Regions from separate parts of the Columba livia genome. Here region 1 is linked to region 2. The links are chromatin contacts, called in public Hi-C maps. All regions are on one chromosome and are shown on one strand. Each heading gives the region's core, a stretch centred on a gene start, on an enhancer-like site or on the middle of the called end of the contact. The rest is flanking DNA. Distances are from core to core; before and after follow the strand shown.

Region 1 (4,420 bases), core at 460-2,959, 45 kb before region 2:
CCATGGCCCACACTGCTGACATTACCCGTATACTAAACATTTTACAACCCAATGATGTATTGCTATGTAAAGGATCATGCTAAGGGATGAAGCTTTAAATGTTTGGTTTGGTTTTTTTTATATGGGCCTGACAGTAAAAGTATTAAATAATAATTTAAACAAACAAAACACCACCACCCACACAAAAAAGCTTACATGTCCCTTTGTAAGAAGAAAATTGTAAATGCCTTCTTTTTTCCTTTCCTTTTTCTAAATGAGTGTAAAAAGCACTCAAAGGCTCCAGATCCAACCCCAGCCCTATTAAAGATTTTTGCTTTAGGAGGAAAAATGAGAAGACATCACAACTGTCAAATGGCAGAACTGTCAAATGCGACGTTCTTCCTGAACCATTCTAATCATTCCAAATGCTAATTGCAAACCCCCCTAACTGAGGATGCTGAATGTCTAAGAAAACGGCCTTTGTTTCAACTATTCCCTCTTGGGCTTTAAAAAAAACCCATAAAATCTTTATTCCATGTGTTTATATTAAAAAACATCACTTCCCTATTTTTTTTGCTATTCAAGAGATCTTTACATGCTGTCAGCTTTGTTAACTCTTTGCATATTTTTTACTGGGGGAAACCCTGGATTGCTAAATAAAATTACCAAGGGGAAATATCCACCTAAAGCATCTTATCTTTTTGCTTTAAAATGGTATCTTCTCCACTTCCTGTTGAGGCGCCTCACAGCCCGCGTACACCGACAAAAGGATGAATTTCTAGTGGGTGCTGACACGGTCACAGAGAGCGGAAAAGGTGCAAGGACGAGGAGAAAACCTTTGGGGGGGTCCCATGATTTAAAAAATGCCAATTTTGAGTAAATTGCAGATCGGGAAGGTACGGAGGAAAGGATGCTGCTCCATTTTGACCAGCAAAAAACGCCGCATCGTTTCCCTAAAGCTAATAATCCTGAATGCATAGGACACATCTCTGGTTGCTCAGTGTATAATGGGCTCATTCAGAATTTTTTTAAAAACGGGATTTTTTGTTAAGCGCCCGTTGCTACAGAGAGGTTGGCTCCAGACATGGAGAGAAACAAGATATTCACGGTAAGACAGCAAAATGCCGGGGGGGGCAGGGGAGGGGGCGCGCGGGGGGGCACAGCACATCATCTGCGCACCAGACACAGCACCCAAAACCCCCGCACGGCAGGCGCTGCTCAGCCGGTTCAGCGACAACCCAACAACCGGCAGAGCGCCGGGATCGCCGTTTCTCGGCGCCGAGCTCCTGCCGCCCATTCATTCCGCAGGCCCGCACCGGCCCCTCGCACCGCGCAGCCGGGGCCGCGGGAGGGCGGGCGCGGTGCTCGGCGGCCCCGGGCAGCGCCTGGGCACCGAGTGGCAGGCGGCCGGGCCCGGTGGCGGCGGCGCAGGCCGGGCGCGGCCCGCGGGCGTGCCGGCAGGAAGCCGGGCCGGGCTGGGGGGGTGTCGCCCTGCTTCCCCTTCCCCCCCCTCCCCAGCCCCGGCTGCAGGGCGGGTCCCGGGGCCGGAGCAACTCACCCCGGTGCCGTTGTCGCACACCACCACCTTCCTGCCCAGCGTGTCCATCCCTGCGCCGCCGCCGCCCGCACCGACACCGACACCGACCCGGCCGCTCCCGCCGCCCTCAGCCTCCGCCGGGCCCCCCCGCCCGCGCGCCCGCCCTGCCGCCCGCCGCGCGCGCACGCCGGAAGCCGTCAGAGCCCGCCACCGCCCAATCAGCGCGGCGACACCCCCCCCCTTCCCGCTCCGCCTGGTCTCGCCCCGTTGCCATGGCGGCGGCCCCGCGGCCGCGCAGGCTTCACAGGCCGGGGCACTCCCGGGCAGGAAAGCGGCCCGAAAACCATTCATTCTTTCTTTTCGCCTTTCGACGGACGGACAGACAGCGGCGCAGGAGCGCGTGCACGGGGCGCCCGGGGCAGCCGTGGCACGGATCCGGGCGGGAGAGGCGTCCCCGCCTCCCGAGGACAGCAGGCCGCAGCCCCGGGGTGAGGGGCTGCCCGCCCGCCCCCCGCACACCTGGTTCACCTGCCGGCTCTCCTGGCACAGGGCAAAATTAGGCACCCTTTAAGGAGCTATTTGCCATTAATAGAACGCTGAGAGGGGATCTTATAAATGTTTATAAATATCTCAAGGGTGGGTGTCAAGAGGATGGACCAGACTCTTTTCAGTGGTGCCCAGTGACAGGATGAGGGGCAATGGGCACGGACTGAAGCACAGGGGGTTCCTTCTAAACATGAGGAGAAACTTCTTCACTTTGAGGTGCCAGAGCCCTGGAACAGGCTGCCCGGAGAGGCTGTGGAGTCTCCTTCTCTGGAGACATTCAAACCCAGCTGGACACATTCCTGTGTGATCTGCTCTGGTGAACCTGCTTTAGCAGGTGGGTTGGACTGGATCATCTCCAGAGGTCCCTTCAACCACAACCATTCTGTGGTTCTGTTAATATTGTGTTATTTTATAGCTCGTCATCCTAGAAGAGCTTTTACACTCCCCAAGAGGTTTTGCCCAGGTCTGCTCGGCACATGGTTCGCATTTTTTCCAATGGACTCCAAATAAAGGAAAGAATAAATACAATCTCCTGGTTTGCCTCTGGTGGTCCACGATTTTTGACTCGTGTTCCTCAAAGTTCCACTGACTTCCATGAAGCTTGAGAATTCAGGAACAAACCCCCACCTTTTACTCCTGTGCCACGAGCTACATCATGAGTCTGCTATGAACAACAGCCTGTTACAATTAGGCATAGCAGAAACAATATAAACGCAAGGGGGCTTTAATAGTTATATGAGTTATGTAAATAATGGCGGTTGTGATTTTTTTTTTCCAACTTGAACTTTACAGATTAGTGGGAAGAATCAGAAATTTTTAAAAACCAGAATATAGGCCATAATATTTGACCTTTTTTTTTTTAAAGAAAAAAAAAAAACCTTAAATCATAACCAGATATTGAGAATGAGGAGAAGACAGAGTATTGCCTAGGAGGGTGAAGAGGCTATGGAAACAAACGTGGACTAATCCAGTGCCAGCCAGCTCTAATGGAAGGACACTCTGGAACCGTAGCAGCTTTACCTGGGTATGAATTGCTTTCTAATACCGACATGTTTATCATTCATATTTTAATATATTTTTCAGGGCATGACATCTTGATATTTATACAAGTAAATACATTGCTGTTTGATGCCATATGCATAAAGCAATTGCCTTAAAAGCTTGGGTTTTGACCAGAAAAAATAGTTAAACTATGTATCTGAAACCACACAGCTTGTTGAACACAGCATCAAGGGCTCAGACAGGGGAACTATGCCCCGTTTGCTGTTCTGCTCTAATTCTCGACACATCACTTAACCTGCCTATGTCTTAGTTTCAGTAAACTGGAAGTGATGCCATGCCATATCATACTAAAGCATCTGCAATCTCTGAATGAGAAATGTTTGATGTTGGGTTCAAATCTTCTGTTGATTTGACAGACAGAATGCTTCAGCTATGCATCCTCGTGTACAGTTATGGCAAAATATACTCTAAGACTAACTATGTTTTAATTTGGCAGACCTGAAGAAAAGAAAAGAGCAAACTGAAGAGCAAACTGCCTTCACTAACTTTTCTGAGATTAGATATTCACTAGATCCTTATATAAGTTGAAGATTTTAATTGTATTACATTAATACACATCCCCTGTAACTTTTATCACATAGGCCTTTTCCTACCTGGGATTTAGACTATTAGATAAAGAAAACTCTCTATGACAAAGGCTTATTTTGAGAACTACAGTCAGAAATCACAATGTCATTAAAGTCACTCAAGAAATAGCGATATTGAAGTCTACCGATCACTGCAAAATAAATGGTTGATTTTCTGCTTCTAGCATAGCATGTAAGATCACATATCAAAGGGATGCACGTTCTATACTGGAAGTAGGTCTATTAAGGAGGAACTTAATTACTGCACAGTAGAGCCAGTAAATCCATCGCTGTTCTTGCTACCAACTCTTGCTGTCAGTCGTTGGATAGCCTTAAAAGATTTTTGTGTTTTATTAAAGGTCATGTACAATGCAGGAGGCTAAATATAATGTGGTTTGAATGGAAATCTATTTTAAAACTTACTTTCCCAGTTTAGTTGAACTGAGATATTGCTGCTTGTTCTAAGGAAATAAAAAAAGCAGCGTATGTAATAAGAAGGTTGCAGAGCATGGCAGCAACCTTGTTAGTAACAGGGAGGGAGGTTTTGTTGTGGTCTGTACTTCTCAGTGTCATTTGCTGCCAGCAGGGTAACAGAGAACATCTTCTCTGTGTCAGTACATTCACCTGTGCACCAGGGGAGAAAGAGATCTGTTGTGCGCAGGGGTAGCGTTGAGGAACAGTGTAACACTCCAGAGATCCTGTGGAGTGTCAGTATTTGTGAAGTACTTGA
Region 2 (4,020 bases), core at 368-2,867:
AAGAAAAATAACTGCACTTTAAGCGGAGGGTGGGAGTATCGAAGCCCAGTGAATTATTTGTCACTTCAGTTTATGCTTTCACCTTGTGCAGTATGGAAACTGCACTTCGTTCTGGTCACAAGAATAGGAGGAAATGTTGCATTCTACATCAGAACAAGACGATAATCATTCAGTTTAAAGGTTAATTAAAGCCGAGAACCAATAGTCTGTAACTGGCTGCAAATTTCTGGCCACTTACCTTGTTACGCTGCTTCAGAGACGCCCTTTTCTGTAGCAGAAAAGGGCTGGAAACCATCACTGCATGTTTTGGAGCTGCACTAGCTGTAGGACGGGAAAGTCACAATCTTCATGCAAAGAAACGGGCGCAGCACAGCAAATATAACAGCAGTTTATGCATAACCTGGTTCTTCCCTGAGTGTACTTGGTTATTTTATAAAGAGTCGTAAAGCATAAGAAAACTGAAAGTTAAAGAGGCCGCACTTGAGCAGGGAATGGTGATTATAAACAAGAGTGCTGTTTTCTCCCAAGGCCCAGAAGGAGCTGCTCACTTCTTGGCTTCTAGCACCTACTTTTGAAGAGCGTAAGCAAAACATGAGAACACGGCTATTAAAGTCACACGGCTTTACTTAGAAGTGAGTTGCACGGCACACTGTGGATTACTCGATTAAAAAACTGTGTTCTTGACGTTTTGCTAATACATGGAACAAGTCACTTCAATAAAAAAGCTACATTAAAAAACAAAATTTAAAAAAGGCCAGCTGTTCATTCCTCACTCGCAAAATTCCCCAGCGCAATCAGCACTATTAACTAGACTGGAGTTGGACCAAGGGTTGGACTTGATGATCTCTGAGGTCTTTTCCAACCCAGTCGAGTCTGTGATTCTGTGTGACACCCCAGCAGCCAAATAGCTGCTGTACAGCTCGCCTTTCTCAAGTGAAACCACACACTGAAGCCAGCCAGGCCAGCTCACTCCAAACAGCCATGGTTTGTATTTGGCATCTGCTGGAGGTGACGGTGGTGGTTTGGTTTTTCCTGTGGTTCTTCTCAGCCATCCCGAGACTGGCTTACAAAGCCCAGCTCTGATACAGGCAGCACCTGAAATAAACATCGGAAGTTTGCCACTGTGCACAGACTGCAATCCAACAAATAAAACCCCCTTGCCATACTTAAATCACCTCCACGTATGCTTGTGAGTATGTAGGAAGAATATAGCTGTGTATATTTAGCAATTTAAAAAAAAAAATGCACAACATAAGATATTGTTACTCACGTCGTAAGTACTGGACATATTTTTTCCCCTTTGAACTCCAAATTTTAAGGTGTGGGGGGACTGGGTCATGGAGAAATCAACAGTCTGAGCTAACAGGGTGGTGAGGAAGGGGGCCAAGGTTATCCTGCTCTTCCTAAATAACTACCTTGTGGCCCTCAGAAACTTTTAAGAGCCTTCCTGCACCTTGCTAACACACATAATGGTTTTGTACAGACACGGATTTATAGTGCTTCCAAATCACAGCGTGAAGGGCTGAGGGATGTGGCAGCACAGAGCTGACCCCACTTGCGCTGCTGTGAGCGCCCACAGCCCCCACAGCCCCCTCCACGCCCGCACTCCTGCGACACGCGCGTCTCTGCACTTTTATTTGACGGAAGATGTTAAAGAAATCAGTAAACAAGTTTTCTAGCCCGGATTTTACCCCTGAGTTCACCTCCTTCCTTTTCCCAGTATAATGTGGCAAGCAGAATTGTTTTTCTTTGAGAAAACAAAACTAAACCCAAAAAACAACCCAACCAACCAAAACAATCCCCCTTTCTCATCTTCCCACTGCCGTCCAGGCGGTGTTGGCAGAGCAGTGTTTGTGCCACACCGCTGATGTCCCCTCCACCTGAGTGACGGTGACCTGCCTGCTCCTCCCAGGAGCTGCCATGACTCCCTGCTGCTCTTGGGTTTCACCAGCTGCTTCACCAACACGCGGCTCACACATTTAAAGATGATTTTGGGCTCGCCCTCTCTTCTCCTTTCAGGCTTTGCAAACATCAGATTACAAGAAACAATAACAAAGCCTGACGTATAGTGTTTGCTATTTGGGTGTTTATCTTCCTATGCTTCCGCCCTCTTCCCCTGCCACAAAAAGGCTGATTTGCCCCCTTCTCTCCCCCCACACTTACCCACTGAGCAGCCGTCTGCTGCACCCCCTCGCCCTCCATCGCGCCCTGGCCCTGCGCGGGACCCGCGGCAGCCAGAGCGGACTCGTACAGGTGCTCCGCGTGGGTTTCCAGCTCTTCTGACTGTTTTGCGATCAGGCCCAGAGTGTCTTTCAGAGCTGGAAAACAAAACGTGTGGCGGAAGTGGTAGTAACGTGCCAATACAACGTCTTTAAGAGCAATAAGAGAGAGTTCCACTTGCCTGGGCAGACTTTTGAAAGAAACCAAGTGTTAGAAATCAATAGGCTGATCTTCATCCTGCACAAGGTGTGATGCAGAGTTTGTGGGGGTGGGAGGTGACCTAGGAGGTGCCAGGTGAAGACTGAAGATACAGAAACAGAGGCTCCCAAAGGAAACCTTTGGGACTGTGTAAAAGCCCGTCCCTAATGCAGCACTCGACCACTAACGCCCCTTGGTGACTGCAGACCCCCACCTGCCCTTTAGAGATCCCATGTGCCTCAGGGGTCAGTACTGGGGCCAATATTATTCAATATATTCATTAACAATTTAGATGAGGGAATAGAGTGTACTATCAGCAAGTTTGCTGATGACACTAAGCTGGGGGGAGTGGCTGACACGCCAGAAGGCTGTGCTGCCATCCAGCGGGACCTGGACAGGCTGGAGAGTTGGGCAGGGAATAACCTAATGAAATTTAACAAGGGAAAGTGTAGAGTCCTGCATCTGGGCAGGAACAACCCCAGGTTCCAGTATAGGTTGGGAAATTACATGTTAGAGAGCAGTGTAGGGGAAAGGAACCTGGGGGTCCTGGTGGACAACAGGATGACCATGAGCCAGCACTGTGCCCTTGTGGCCAGGAAGGCCAATGGCATCCTGGGGTGTATTAGAAGGGGGGTGGTTAGTAGATCGAGAGAGGTCCTCCTTCCCCTCTACTCCACCCTGGTGAGACCACATCTGGAATATCGTGTCCAGGTCTGGGCCCCTCAGTTCCAGAAGGACAGGGAACTGCTGGAGAGGGTCCAGCGTAGGGCAACGAAGATGATTAAGGGAGTGGAGCACCTCCCTTATGAAGAAAGGCTGAGGGAGCTGGGGCTCTTTAGTTTGGAGAAGAGGAGACTGAGGGGTGACCTCATTAATGTTTACAGATATATAAAGGATGAGTGCCATGAGGACAGAGCCAGGCTCTTCTCGGTGGCAAACAATGATAGGACAAGGGGTAATGGGATCAAGCTGGAACACAAGAGGATCCACTTAAATTTGAGAAAAAACTTCTTCTCAGTGAGGGTGACAGAGCACTGGAACAGGCTGCCCAGGGAGGTTGTGGAGTCTCCTTCTCTGGAGACATTCAAAACCCACCTGGACATGTTCCTGTGTGACCTCACCTAGGCGTTCCTGCTCCAGCAGGGGGATTGGACTAGATGATCTTTTGAGGTCCCTTCCAATCCCAAACATACTGTGATACTGTGATACTGTGATGCCAGAGCTACTGCTCCGCATGTGCTGCACCACTGGCCAGGCTGGGCCGTCCCCCCAAATCGGCTGCCAATACCCACCCCCAAAGGGCATCAACTGCAAGCAGGATGTGAAAATCACCTCCTCCACTCTATGTTTAGGATAAAAACCTAAGAAGGGACTCGAAAGAGGCAGAAACACCCACATGACCCACTGGGGATGGCACAGCACAAGGCAAGGGTCGAGGCACAGTGCAGGTGTCAGCGCTCAGGAGTCGTCGCTTCAGCCCTCCAAGTGACCCCCAGGCCCCCCAGCAGAAACTGAGATGTAAAAGCCTTTTTGTTCTCATACAGCTGCTGAACAACAAACTGCCCACTGCTTCCGCGCCCCCACACACGTGAGGCCAGGGAT

What was found. A called contact is a pair of places that touch in the nucleus more often than the background predicts.
Region 1: a Hi-C map of liver shows a contact between it and region 2, with 2.5 times the contacts expected there. The contact joins the promoter of ACTR2 here to the enhancer-like site in region 2. A contact is called at or near these places in 2 of 2 Hi-C or Micro-C datasets (crop and liver).

What each region holds. Positions count from the first base shown.
Region 1 is chr3:112,484,734-112,489,153 of bColLiv1.pat.W.v2, reverse strand. ACTR2 (actin related protein 2) reads right to left here and starts at 1,709. Exons shown (of 9, transcript XM_065059841.1): 1 at 1,538-1,709. The coding sequence starts at 1,585. It overlaps LOC110360829 (a long non-coding RNA gene), which reads left to right and starts at 745. Exons shown (of 9, transcript XR_010471902.1): 1 at 745-1,087; 2 at 2,928-3,086.
Region 2 is chr3:112,439,933-112,443,952 of bColLiv1.pat.W.v2, reverse strand. CEP68 (centrosomal protein 68) reads right to left here. Exons shown (of 8, transcript XM_065059812.1): 7 at 2,164-2,318; 8 at 607-1,095. The coding sequence ends at 1,045. Among named protein-coding and RNA genes, the nearest start is that of RAB1A, 17 kb to the left of the region's middle. Within about 2 kb of position 1,617, at least 1 of the 3 cell types and tissues checked has an H3K27ac peak away from gene starts, as active enhancers do.